Regions from separate parts of the Gossypium hirsutum genome. Here region 1 is linked to region 2. A link is a contact called in public Hi-C data. All regions are on one chromosome and are shown on one strand. The core of a region is the stretch at or near the end of the contact, and the rest is flanking DNA. Distances in the headings are between cores, read along the strand shown. Region 1 holds the start of LOC107916595 (putative formin-like protein 15b). Region 2 has its middle 5.1 kb from the start of LOC121228164.

Region 1 (5,278 bases), core at 2,767-5,266, 120 kb before region 2:
CTCCCATTTGTTTAAAGAGTTGAATTTTGGAGATAAATAACTATTATAATGTAATTTTTATATTTTTAGTAGATTTTTTAGACTTTAAAAACTGAGTTAAAAAGTCGACAAGTATCCTATAGCGATATGGTAAAATTTTAAAAATAAATATTTTTTTGAATAAAAAAATACAATGCCAATATACCAAATATTAACTCTTCTTTTAATAGTATATATTCTCTTTAAAATGAATTCAAATACCTCTTTTTTTCTATAGTAAAATTTATATGTTATTCATTAATTCAGTGGTGTAATGATAAACTATATCCAGTGACAAAACTAGGGGGCTGGCAAGGCCCCGGCCCACCTAAAATAAAAAAGTTTTTCATATGGCCCCTTTAAATTTTTTTTAAAATTTTAAATTAGTAAAAGTAAAATTTTATTTTACCCCCTTGAAAATATAAAAATTTGATTTAATCTTTTAAAAATTATAAAAATATAGTCTATTAAAATGATACAATTGCATTTTTTTATTGTAAAAATTATAATTTAATTTTAACCCCTAAAAGGAATTTTTAATTTCACCCCTATTGAAAATAAATTCTAATATTCTGAATTGGATCCCTCAACAACTCTTTCCTCTTTGTTTGCAAAAAAAAAATTGTTCATACATAAAAGATATATTTAGTTTAATTAATTTGTACATTCATTTTCGAAAACAATTATTTTAAATCTCAACGTGTATATAATTTTTAAGGAATTATAAGTAAAATTAATTTTTTTTGGATATAAATTACAATCACAATAATAATATATATCCAAATAACTATAATTTAAATTGAAATTATAATATATCTAAAACGATCAAAATAAATCTAGAAATTTATGTATAGATTAAACAAAAAAAAATTACTCAAACATGAGATCTCTTATTAAGTTAAAAGACCTTAGTGGCAATGTTTGTAATTTTTCCGTTTTCTTTTTATTCTTAAATTGCAACTCTTTTACTTAATATATATAAGGTAGTGTTATTCCACTTACAAATCTATAAGTTCATTGAATCAATTTGTGGGTTTATTTTTCATTTTTTTTCTTTTTAGGTAATTAGTGTGTTCTATTCACGCTTTGTGTTAAGTTAATTATTTGTTCATATCAAAATATAGAATAAAATTTTGAAAATTAAAAAATACTTTAAGTAAGATTTTCAAAATCAGATCGATGATCAAATTGGTTAAGTCACTGGTTAGTAAGGTTTGATTGAATAAATCATTAAAAGAAAAAAATATTTAAAAAAATAAAAAATAAGTTCGATCGACTTTTTAATTTGGTTCAACTTGTCCATATTGGTTTACGGGTCAATTGGTCTAATGCCTCTTTCTGGAACAATACCCTAACCGGTTCAAACAATCATGACTCTAAGTCTCTACACTTTGTACATTTGGACTTTAATTCTCCTACTTTTATTTTCAAGAATTTAATCTCTCTACTTTTAAGATTTTTAAATCTATTTTCAAATTATGTATAATCATGTAACATTTTAATTGAAAAGTTAATGATGTTAACTGTTTAAACTAATTAATAACATTATAAATATATAGAGACCAAATTATGTTAGAAATTAAAATGTAAGGATGAAATCTTAAATTTAAACATATTAAAAAGACTACTTCTATAAAATAAAAAAAATAAAAAAATCATAGTGACTCTATGCCATGTATCAAGACGAGAAAGATTCTTTCCACCTTACATTAATATAAAATATAAATAATCAAGTTTTTGTCACAGTGCAGATAGACATTGACTTTGATGTAATTATTTATTTTCAGTCCAATTTAGAATAATAAGAAATTATTACTTTTTAATCAAAGATTTAACTAATTAATAACGACAAAGAAAAGAAAAGGATAAAGAATAGTTTAAAAAACAAATGATGCTTAGCATATATAGCATTACTTGTTCGCTAGGTTCACACGTGACACAATAACACAAATAGGATTTTCTCTTTTCTTTTCTTTTTGTTTGAGGGAATCCATGTATTAAGAGGAGAGGAATGGCACGTAGGTGTTGAAATTTAAATTTAATAATTAGCTTATTTAAAATTTTCGATGGCTTAATTTACTATTTGGCTTTTGAAGTATATACGTTTTTCCACTTTAGTACTTAAATTTTTTTTTTCAATTTGGCATTTAAAGTATCATTTTAGTATAGTTTTTAGTCTAATTTTGTAATAGATGTTAAAAAAATGATGGCTAATCAGAACATGCCACTTGTCCTTATTTATTAATTCTATAATATAATTTAAATTTTAAATTTTTTATTACAAATAAATATTAAATTATTAATTGTTTTTCCTAAACCAATCTTTCTTCTTCATTGCAAACAATGAGAAAGGCAACCTGTTGCACCGCCGCCATCGCTCCTTCAATGATCTCCTCTGAAAAATATCACCACCAAACTCTTCCCCTTTCTCTCGTATTTCTTTTCACCATTCGGATTCTCAAATGAGGACTTGGAGTCCACTGAACTCGAAAACCCAAACCCAAATAAGATGGGTTTTCTTCTTTGTGTTGATTTTTCTCTTTTTGGTTTTCTTGTTTCAACAAGAGGGTGTTAGCTAGCCTTAGCAATTGAGGATGTCACACCTCAACATATAGGAGGTTAGTTGTAATGAATAAGTAAGAAATAAGCCTTAGGCTTGATGGTTAAGTACCTTATGCATCCTTAAGAAATCTTAGGTTTAAATCACATCTCTTCCATTTTTTCTCTTTTTATTTTCAGCAACCTAGGATGAAAATCACATTAAAATAAATATTAAATAGAGTAAAAATTGAATAAAAATGGGTAGTAGCCTACTTGGTTAAACATGTTTCTCGCCATCTCTTGCTCAAGTTTGAACCACCCCTTACCTAATTTCATATTTTTTAATTCTTTCAACCACTACAGGAAAATAGGGCTTTAGCGGCGTTTTATCAAAAAACGCCGCAAAAATTTTAAAACATAGAGCAATAGCGGCGCTTTTGGTAAAACGCCACTAAAAACCAGAGCATTAGCGGCGCTTTTGGTAAAACGCTGCTAAAAGTCATATAACCCCTAAACCCAAAAAAATCATAAACATTAATCTATAACCCCTAAAACAATAATTATTAAAATTTATGGTTATACAATATATTAAATATTTTCTTATATAATCGTAAAAGAGATAGTATTGAATTTAAAATATTGAATTAATTATCATTATAGTTTAAGGTTTATGGTTTAAGATATATGGTTTAAGGTTTAAGGTTTAGGAGTTAACTAGTTTAAGGTGTAAGGGTTTGGGGTTAATGGTTAAGGTTTAGGGTTTAGTGTTTATGGGATAGGGGTTAAGAAGTTTAGGGTTTAGATTAATTAGTATTTTTTAATTTATATATTAAACGATTTCTTATATAATTGTAAAAGAGATAATATTAATTTGAATATATTAAACTTATGATTGTAGTTTAAATTATTTAAGAGATAATAGATAAACTTTATATATATATATTAAATGGTTTAAGATTTAATCTAAAAATATTTTGATATATTAAAAATAATTCAATTCAAATTAATTCCTCTACACTTAATTTATTTAAGTGAAATTTAAACTTAAAATTTAGTCCTTATATTTTAATTTGATTAGTTTTAGTCCCTATATTTTTCAAATCGATCAATTTTATCTTTTGTACTTTTTAAAATTTATAATTTTAGTCATGATCACTTAAATGATAGCAATTATATATGTTTGGCTAAATTCTGCTATTAGTCTTGATATTATGCATAAAGTTATAGGTTGAGTTCATGTTATCCAATTACATATTATCATGTAATGTTTTAATCAAAAAGTTAATAATATTAACTATTTGGATTAATTAATAATATTATAAAAATATATAGACTAAATGATATTAAAAATTAAAGTATATGCAAAAAAATCTGAAATTTAAATATATTAGAGAGACCAAATTAAAATTTAACCATTTTAGTAAATAATAATAATACTACTACTAATAATAATAATAAAAGAGAAAAAAAAGAAAAAATTATTGGGCTGCATACGTTTTTTGGAGCCCCAAATTCCCTTTACTTTCCCAAATTTGCACAGGGTGGCGTTTTCAGAAAATGCCGGAAAAGTGCAATACCCATTTCACCAAATTTTTCACGAAATTCTAACTTAAACGTTTTCTTTTTGTTAGCCCTGATTTCCCCAAAGTTTTTCACGAAACTCTATATTTCTTCCCTAAAATCTAAAATCCCCAATTTTTCCAAATCGTTAAGTTTTCCCCCAAATCCTTCGCCCCGTGATCAAAAAATCCCATCTCCTCCGTCGCCTTCTCCCCGTGCATCGCAACTCATTCCCTCCATCGTCTTCGCCCCGTGCATCGCAACCCATCTCCTCCATCGCCTTCGCCCCGTGCATCTGCTGCATAGCCGTCTAGTGTCCCCTCTGCTGCCCGAATATATTTGGTAAATTCAACGAGGTTGTCGATTCCTCTGAACAAGGCTGACTTCACTTTTAGGTTAGTAACTACATTCACCATCGTATTTTACTTGAATATCATATTCTAGCTACCACATTTTTTGCTACAACAGCTCGGTTATTTTGATAAACAATTAAATTTATGAAATAAGATGTAGAAGTTAATACCCATATCCAAATTCACACCTGAGTTCGAGTAAGGTAGCTTGAAAAACTGCATTAACATATTTACTTGCAATAAGATACAAAGATATAAATGAATGGAGTTCTCTTTATATAGTATGTAGACATGTAGTTATGTTTTTAGTTACATCCACCAAAGATAAAGTGTTGGTCACATGTTTACTATGAAGCAGTAAGTTAGGCCAAACATATACCAGCATTGCTTTTAAACTGTTTTCTCTGCTCTCTTATCCTATATGTTAGAACGTGGAAGTGTAGTTTGTTTGAATGGGAAGTGTTTCTCCTTATCGACATGTCTTATATCTGTCTCTACGTTTGGTTGCCTGTCATAAATAATGCAAATGATTACACCCTTGTTTAGAGAATGTAATTGCAACCATTTCTTTTAATTACATCGGCTCTGGGTATTTTGTATGTACAAACATATGAGTCTGAGATGTTAAAAAAAATTGGAATTGCTTTTTGTTGGAGTGGAAAAATTTTGTTTGTCTTAGCTTTATATTTGATTTGTTCTGGATGATTTTGTTTATCAAGATATTGAAGGCTATGTCCCTACAACGCAATCATATATAACAGTAGCAGATAATGAAAATCTGTGAATGTCAGTGTAAGCATGGAAAG
Region 2 (6,121 bases), core at 1,835-4,334:
GTTTTCAACTTTATAACTAAAAGATAAAAAAATTAATATTTGAAGGATAGGTGTTGATAACAATAAGCATTAATAGTAGTAGTAAAAGAGACTTCTTTTTTATGATATAACAAATTAAATTTTAACCTAAATTCATATTTAATGTTAAATTAAAAAGTGGCCAACTATAATTAAAAAAAAAAAGTTGGTGGTGGATGGGACCGATGGTATAATATATTATATAAATATTTAAAGTTAAAAAATTAATATCTCATATGAAACGATAAAATAAAATAAAAATAAAAAAAACAGTTTTTTACTATTCAACATTGGAAAGGGGTCAAACAACAACATAAAAGGGGTCAAATTTTTCAAAAGTTAAGGGATTAACTAATAAATTTACATTTTTTTTAAAATTTTAGAGGGGGTGCAAGTTTCGCTACTACAACAAATCCAAAATTATATATATACTATGCAAGTTTTGCGATCATATACACTTTTATATAATTACTCATAGATTCGGACATATTTCGATGAATTTTAGCAATTTCACAAAAAACTTCGACTAAACCAAAAATCATAACCTACAGTCTTTGATATCAATAAAAATTATCACATTTAATAATTCATTACATAAAAATAAATGTGTAATTAAGATTTAACAGACTTATAAAATCCTTTGATGCAAAACTAATCTTGATTTATCGGTGTAAGACAAGATTACATAACGGAAATTGTCCACTTATCACTGCCTAAGTTCTTCATGATGTAACCGAGTATTGTTTTTCGAAGTTACAGAGAAAACTTGTTCCCTCATTTTCTTTTTCTTTAACAATTCCATTATTAATGGATGAATCACAAATACCATTGGAAAACCATATTATCAATCGTCAAATGCCATTCTTCTAATCTCTTTTCTTTATTGCAAAGCCGATTGATTTTTGTATTGAAATAGTCATGAGCCAATTTCCTATATCTATTTAATTTCAAATGGCTAAATGCCATTATTCAATTTTCAAGGGCTTTTACGCCATTAATACTTAAAATGGCTATTGTCATTCATGGTGGCATTAAGCCATTTTCCATTTTTTTTTCTTGGGGGGGGGGGGCGGAACTTAAACTTTCTTATTTATTTTTCACCTTGCCAGTTTTTATCTCTTTTGTGACTTCCCTTTTGGAAGTTACTATATGTGAGAAATATGTGCCTTTATACTTAAAAATATTGGTAAATTACCATTTTCATTTTTTTCTCTTTCTCGTTAAATGTTAACAGGAGCACATGAAAAGTTTTTTTTTTTTTTTAAAAACACATTTTATAATTAACAAGTAGTTGGGTATAATGGTAAAGTATATTGCACTTTCAAAGGGAGGATTCAGATTTGAACTTTGAAGACGACATTATTAGAAATGATAGTTATGAATCCCTAATATGAACTGTAAAACGGACATGAAGTATATAAAAAATTACACCTTAAAACTCTCTATATTTATAGATTTTAAAGTTTAAACCAAAGATAAACGAATAGCTTAAATAACTAAATCAACTTCAATCCACGAGACTAAACTCAATCGTCTTTTATTGACTCGCTTCATTGATTTTTTTTTTAAATTTATTTCATTTTGAGGTCTAAGATATTTTATTTCTATATTATGAAAATTTTAAAATTGTTGTACATCTATTTATGTGAATGTTTTTTAAAGGGTAAACTACATGATAGTGTCCCATTTTTTCCTTCAATTTTTCTTGATTTCTCTTTCTTTAAAAAACCCTTTTTTTTCCATCAATTTTTTTTAACTTTAAATAAAAAGAAAAAAAAAGCCCATGAAAAATTTGCATTTAAAGTTTTAGGTTCTCTCGGTAAAAGATTCAGATTTAATTCCCTAAATTCATTTTTTTTTCCCTCCAACAACAAATGTTTAAATAAACAAAGCGAAAAAGAAAAAAAAAGGTTTCGTTTGGGGGGAATCAAAGAGATTAAAGATTGAAACTTTAATGAAAATGAGAAATGGATTTTGAAAGAAATTTAGATACAAAATTTGAGTTAAAAGAAGAGGAGCTCAAGAACAGAGAAGAAATAGGGGAAGGGAAGAAGTAGGATGTTTTACAAAAAAGGAATCAATCTTTTTGCAAACAAAAAGCCATACTTATTTTTGCGTTTAAAAGAGATTTTTTTTTTAAAGAAGTTTACAAATCAAACAAGATTGAAACTTCAAAGGAAAAAATTAATCAATAGTAGCCAAATTGATTAAAACAAAAAAACAAAAAGCGATATGGATTTTTTTTTTTGGATGGAAAATTGAGAATGTGAAGAAAGATTTTTTTTAAAAAAAATTAGGATAAATTTCATTTATATTAAAAGATAGGGGCAAAAATAATAATTTTTTATTTTACTTAAATTATGTGAAAAATTAAAATTTTAGAAATAATTTGATGTCAGATTTCCGTTAGAATTTTTAACAAGAGTGACCAAAATGAATGAACTATGTAATGCGGGTGTCTAAATTGTAAACTTTTTTTTTAATTTTTTATGCTTAAAATGAGAATTTTGATAGCTAAGTGCCTTCGTATATATTAACTATTTAAAAAAATTAAAAAAATTAAAATTAATTTTTTTTGTAAATGTTGAGTGCTATATTTATTAAAATTTTTGAATTTGAATTAAAATGACAAATTTTGTAAACATAAAGAGCTAAATTTGTTGAACTTTTTATATTTAGAATCAAATTGATAGAATATATAAACATTAGAGAGCTAAATTTGTTATTAAACTAATAAAAAAAGCCTACATCAACACTTCCGTTAATATTCAAACGGCTTTTAACATCCGGTGACGGAAATATTTGATTTTGTATAATTTAGTGACTAAGATAAAAAAAATTAAAAATTTAGTGACTAAAATAGATTGGGGATAATACTTTAGTGACCATTTCTGCACTTTACCCTGAATTTAATTTCTTTACTATGTGAACTAAAAATCCAATCGATTTCCATAAAAAATCAAACCAAAAATTATAACTAAAGCGGACGGCCCTACTCAGTGCCATTCGGCCCATCATTTTCACTCATTTTTGTAGCAAAAGGACATATAGTTTAGCTTTTACGGAGATTCAACCTTAAACAAATGTGCCCCCAAAAACTTAGCTCATGACTAAGCCCAAATTTAACATAGGCTTTACATGGATCTAATTGCTGATAGGTTAGGCAGGCGCACACAAGAAGGAACGATAATCTCAAACATATTCGGGTATCATCGATTTCATCACAAGAAAAGAAAAGTCGTCGGCTTTTTCGTATTCAGTTCTTTTTAAAGAAGAGGGCAACAAGGCAAAAATCAAGCAAAGATGTGCTACGAAGTGAAGTGCTCAACATGCGGAAAGACAACATGGGGAGGTTGTGGAAGACATGTTCCATCTGTTTACAATCGCCTGCCTGAAACCCAACGCTGCAACTGCAAGGAATGGCCTGGTGTCAACGCTCCTCAACCTTCCACTTCTTGTACCATTTTGTAATAAAACTCCCTTTTTTGTTCTTTCCTAATTTGCGTGTTTCCTTTTGCTTTTGTTCTTGTTCTATTATGATTGATATGAGATGTGATGTTGTTGATGTAATTCTTGATGCCTTTTTGTAGTATTTGTGTTAAATTTTAGTTCACCCAAATCTTGTTTAATCAATCCTTATTATTACTACTCAATTTTAATACTTGATAGGATCTCAATCATGTAACAGCTTCTTCCTTCATGAAATATCATAATCTTTTTTTCCTTCTATTTTAAAAAATAAATAAATTAATTTCTATAGTTAAATTAAAAAGTAAATTATGACCATAAAATAATTAAACAGTGAAGCTTAAAATGCTACATGTATGGCATCTACAAGAACTAAATTTTATAAGTAAAAATAGATGGAATTTATAATAAAATGATTATTTTACTCTTTGATTAAAATATATAAATTAATTTTGTACATATTTTAATAAAAAAATTAAAATACAATCTAATTTCTAATATAAATTTTTTATAATACTTTCAATGTTAATAATTATATTTGTATTTAAATATGGATATCAAAACTTTTAACTTTCGTTCATACTGTTTTTAACTTCTTAATTTAACTTCTCCTACCTATCAGACTCTTGCTTGAAAAGCTTCATATATATACTTATCCCATTCAAAGCTATACTATCTTCCAATACAACAACAATGGCATATGAATGACATGTTGGATATGCTAAAAATAAGATTAGTTGATACATTATCTATACTAATATTTAAATTAATAATTTTGGGGTGGAAAGGGAAAGATTTATGTTATTCCTCTGCTACATTAAGACAATTATGATAATAATCTGTTTTCTGAAAGCAAAACCCATAAGAAAATTTCGTATAATAATATAATATAGTATTATTTATCTGGTAAAAACACTATTGAGGCCCCTTCTATTGAAAAAATAAAAGTAAATTACTTAACGGAGGCTAATATCATCATTACTCTATAGTTTATTATACTGCCGAAGACCTTTCATGCAATATTCATCTGATCAACTTTTTTCTCCTCTTTTTCTTCAAAAAAGAAAAAAAAAAACCCTTTTTTCTCAGTCCTATCAAAGGGTCAAAGCCATTCGTACATATTATCTTCTTTTTGCACTGGTTTCCTCTCCATCTTCTGTGACTTGAAAGGGTTTGTGTTTCAGCATTGGTTGGGTTACAAAGAAATGGCAATGGCTGTTATTGCAGCAACACATGCTGCAAAGCTTCATGTAGAAGAAATCAGGAGCAACAAGTTCGCAATAGGCAAGAAAGAGCCCAATCCTTCCTTTAACCCAAGATCTTTATCATGCTGTTTCCAGCCTCTCTGCTAAGTTATACACTAAAGATGTTCACTTTTTTAATGGAGCTTATTCAGGTTATCGTTTCTTCTATTCTTTACCAAGCGTAAGCATATACTGGGTTTTTACTCTAGTTTTTCCATTTTGTGCATGTGTGTTCAATGTAGAATGCAGAGGACAATGAGTACCCGATTGGTGTTCAGCCAACTCCGGAGTTTGTATTGACAACTAGAGACATAACCAGGACTGGTGCACGTTCAACATTGTTGGTTTTCAACAATGAAGTTGGGTTTTAAAGGAAGAACATGGACTCTATTTGTAGTGTACGAAGGTCCACTGTAACGCCCCAATTTTCAGGAATCCTGTGAATGTTAGCATAGGTTTAATTATGTTAATGGGCCTCTAGAAAGCCCAAGCTTAAGATAGAACCCGGCAATTTTAGTTAATTTTTGTTCCATAACAAAAAGGGAGTGAAATTATGAAATAGAACCTAGTGAAAATGTTTGAAAATGCTATAGGCTAAATTGAAGTGGTCAAATAAATAGGAGTGCAAAATAGGAGGATTTGCATGACAAACCTCCCATTTTACATGAAGTGGCCAGCCATCATGTTGTTGTAGACAAAATGTACACTTGATATCCATAATTTATTGATACAAATTGATACAAATTGATAATAGGTTAGGTAAATGTTCCATGATAATAGGTTAGGTAAATGTTCCATGATAATGGGTTAGGTAAATGTTTCATGATAATGGGTTAGGTAAATGTTTCATGATAAGTATTTCATGTCTTTTGTATTAAAGAATTAAATTGATGAAATATTAAGTTTTATTAAAAGAAAAAGGGGTGAAAAGAACAAAGTTTTGTCCATCTTTGTTCATCATAGCTGAAAGTTAGAAAAGAGAAAGGAGAGGAGAAAGCTCTTGAGTATTCGGTCATTAGGAGGAGGAAAATTGAAGGTAAGTTCTTGGTACCTTGCTTCTATTTTGAGGTTCATGAGTTCTTCTTGATTCTACCTTAACTCTTGAAGCATATTTTGATTTTTAGTTGTGTTGTGAGCATTTAGTCATGAATTAAAATGAATGAAATGGTTTTTGTTTCATGTTCTTTTGATGAAAAATGGAAGATAGGTGAAGTTGAGCCAAACAAATGAGCATGCATGTGCCTTAGATGTTAAAGGGAAAAATCAGCTAACATGTTATGCTTTAAAATGATGAAATGGAGATTATACTTAAGTAAAATCATAGATATGTGATGATTGATTGGTGATATACATGTTTAAATAACATGCATGCAAGGTATGTGTGAAAGAGT

The links. Hi-C and Micro-C count contacts between places; a contact is called where the count stands out from the background.
Region 1: a Hi-C map of hypocotyl shows a contact between it and region 2, with 2.2 times the contacts expected there. The contact joins the promoter of LOC107916595 here to the enhancer-like site in region 2. A contact is called at or near these places in 2 of 34 Hi-C or Micro-C datasets (hypocotyl and leaf).

What each region holds. Positions count from the first base shown.
Region 1 is chrA01:33,251,341-33,256,618 of Gossypium_hirsutum_v2.1, reverse strand. LOC107916595 (putative formin-like protein 15b) reads left to right here and starts at 4,016. Exons shown (of 5, transcript XM_041111408.1): 1 at 4,016-4,514.
Region 2 is chrA01:33,130,789-33,136,909 of Gossypium_hirsutum_v2.1, reverse strand. No RefSeq gene overlaps it. Among protein-coding and RNA genes, the nearest start is that of LOC121228164, 5.1 kb to the right of the region's middle. Within about 2 kb of position 3,084, at least 9 of the 9 cell types and tissues checked have an H3K27ac peak or open chromatin away from gene starts, as enhancers often do. A contact at or near this core is called in hypocotyl and leaf, where this site is marked.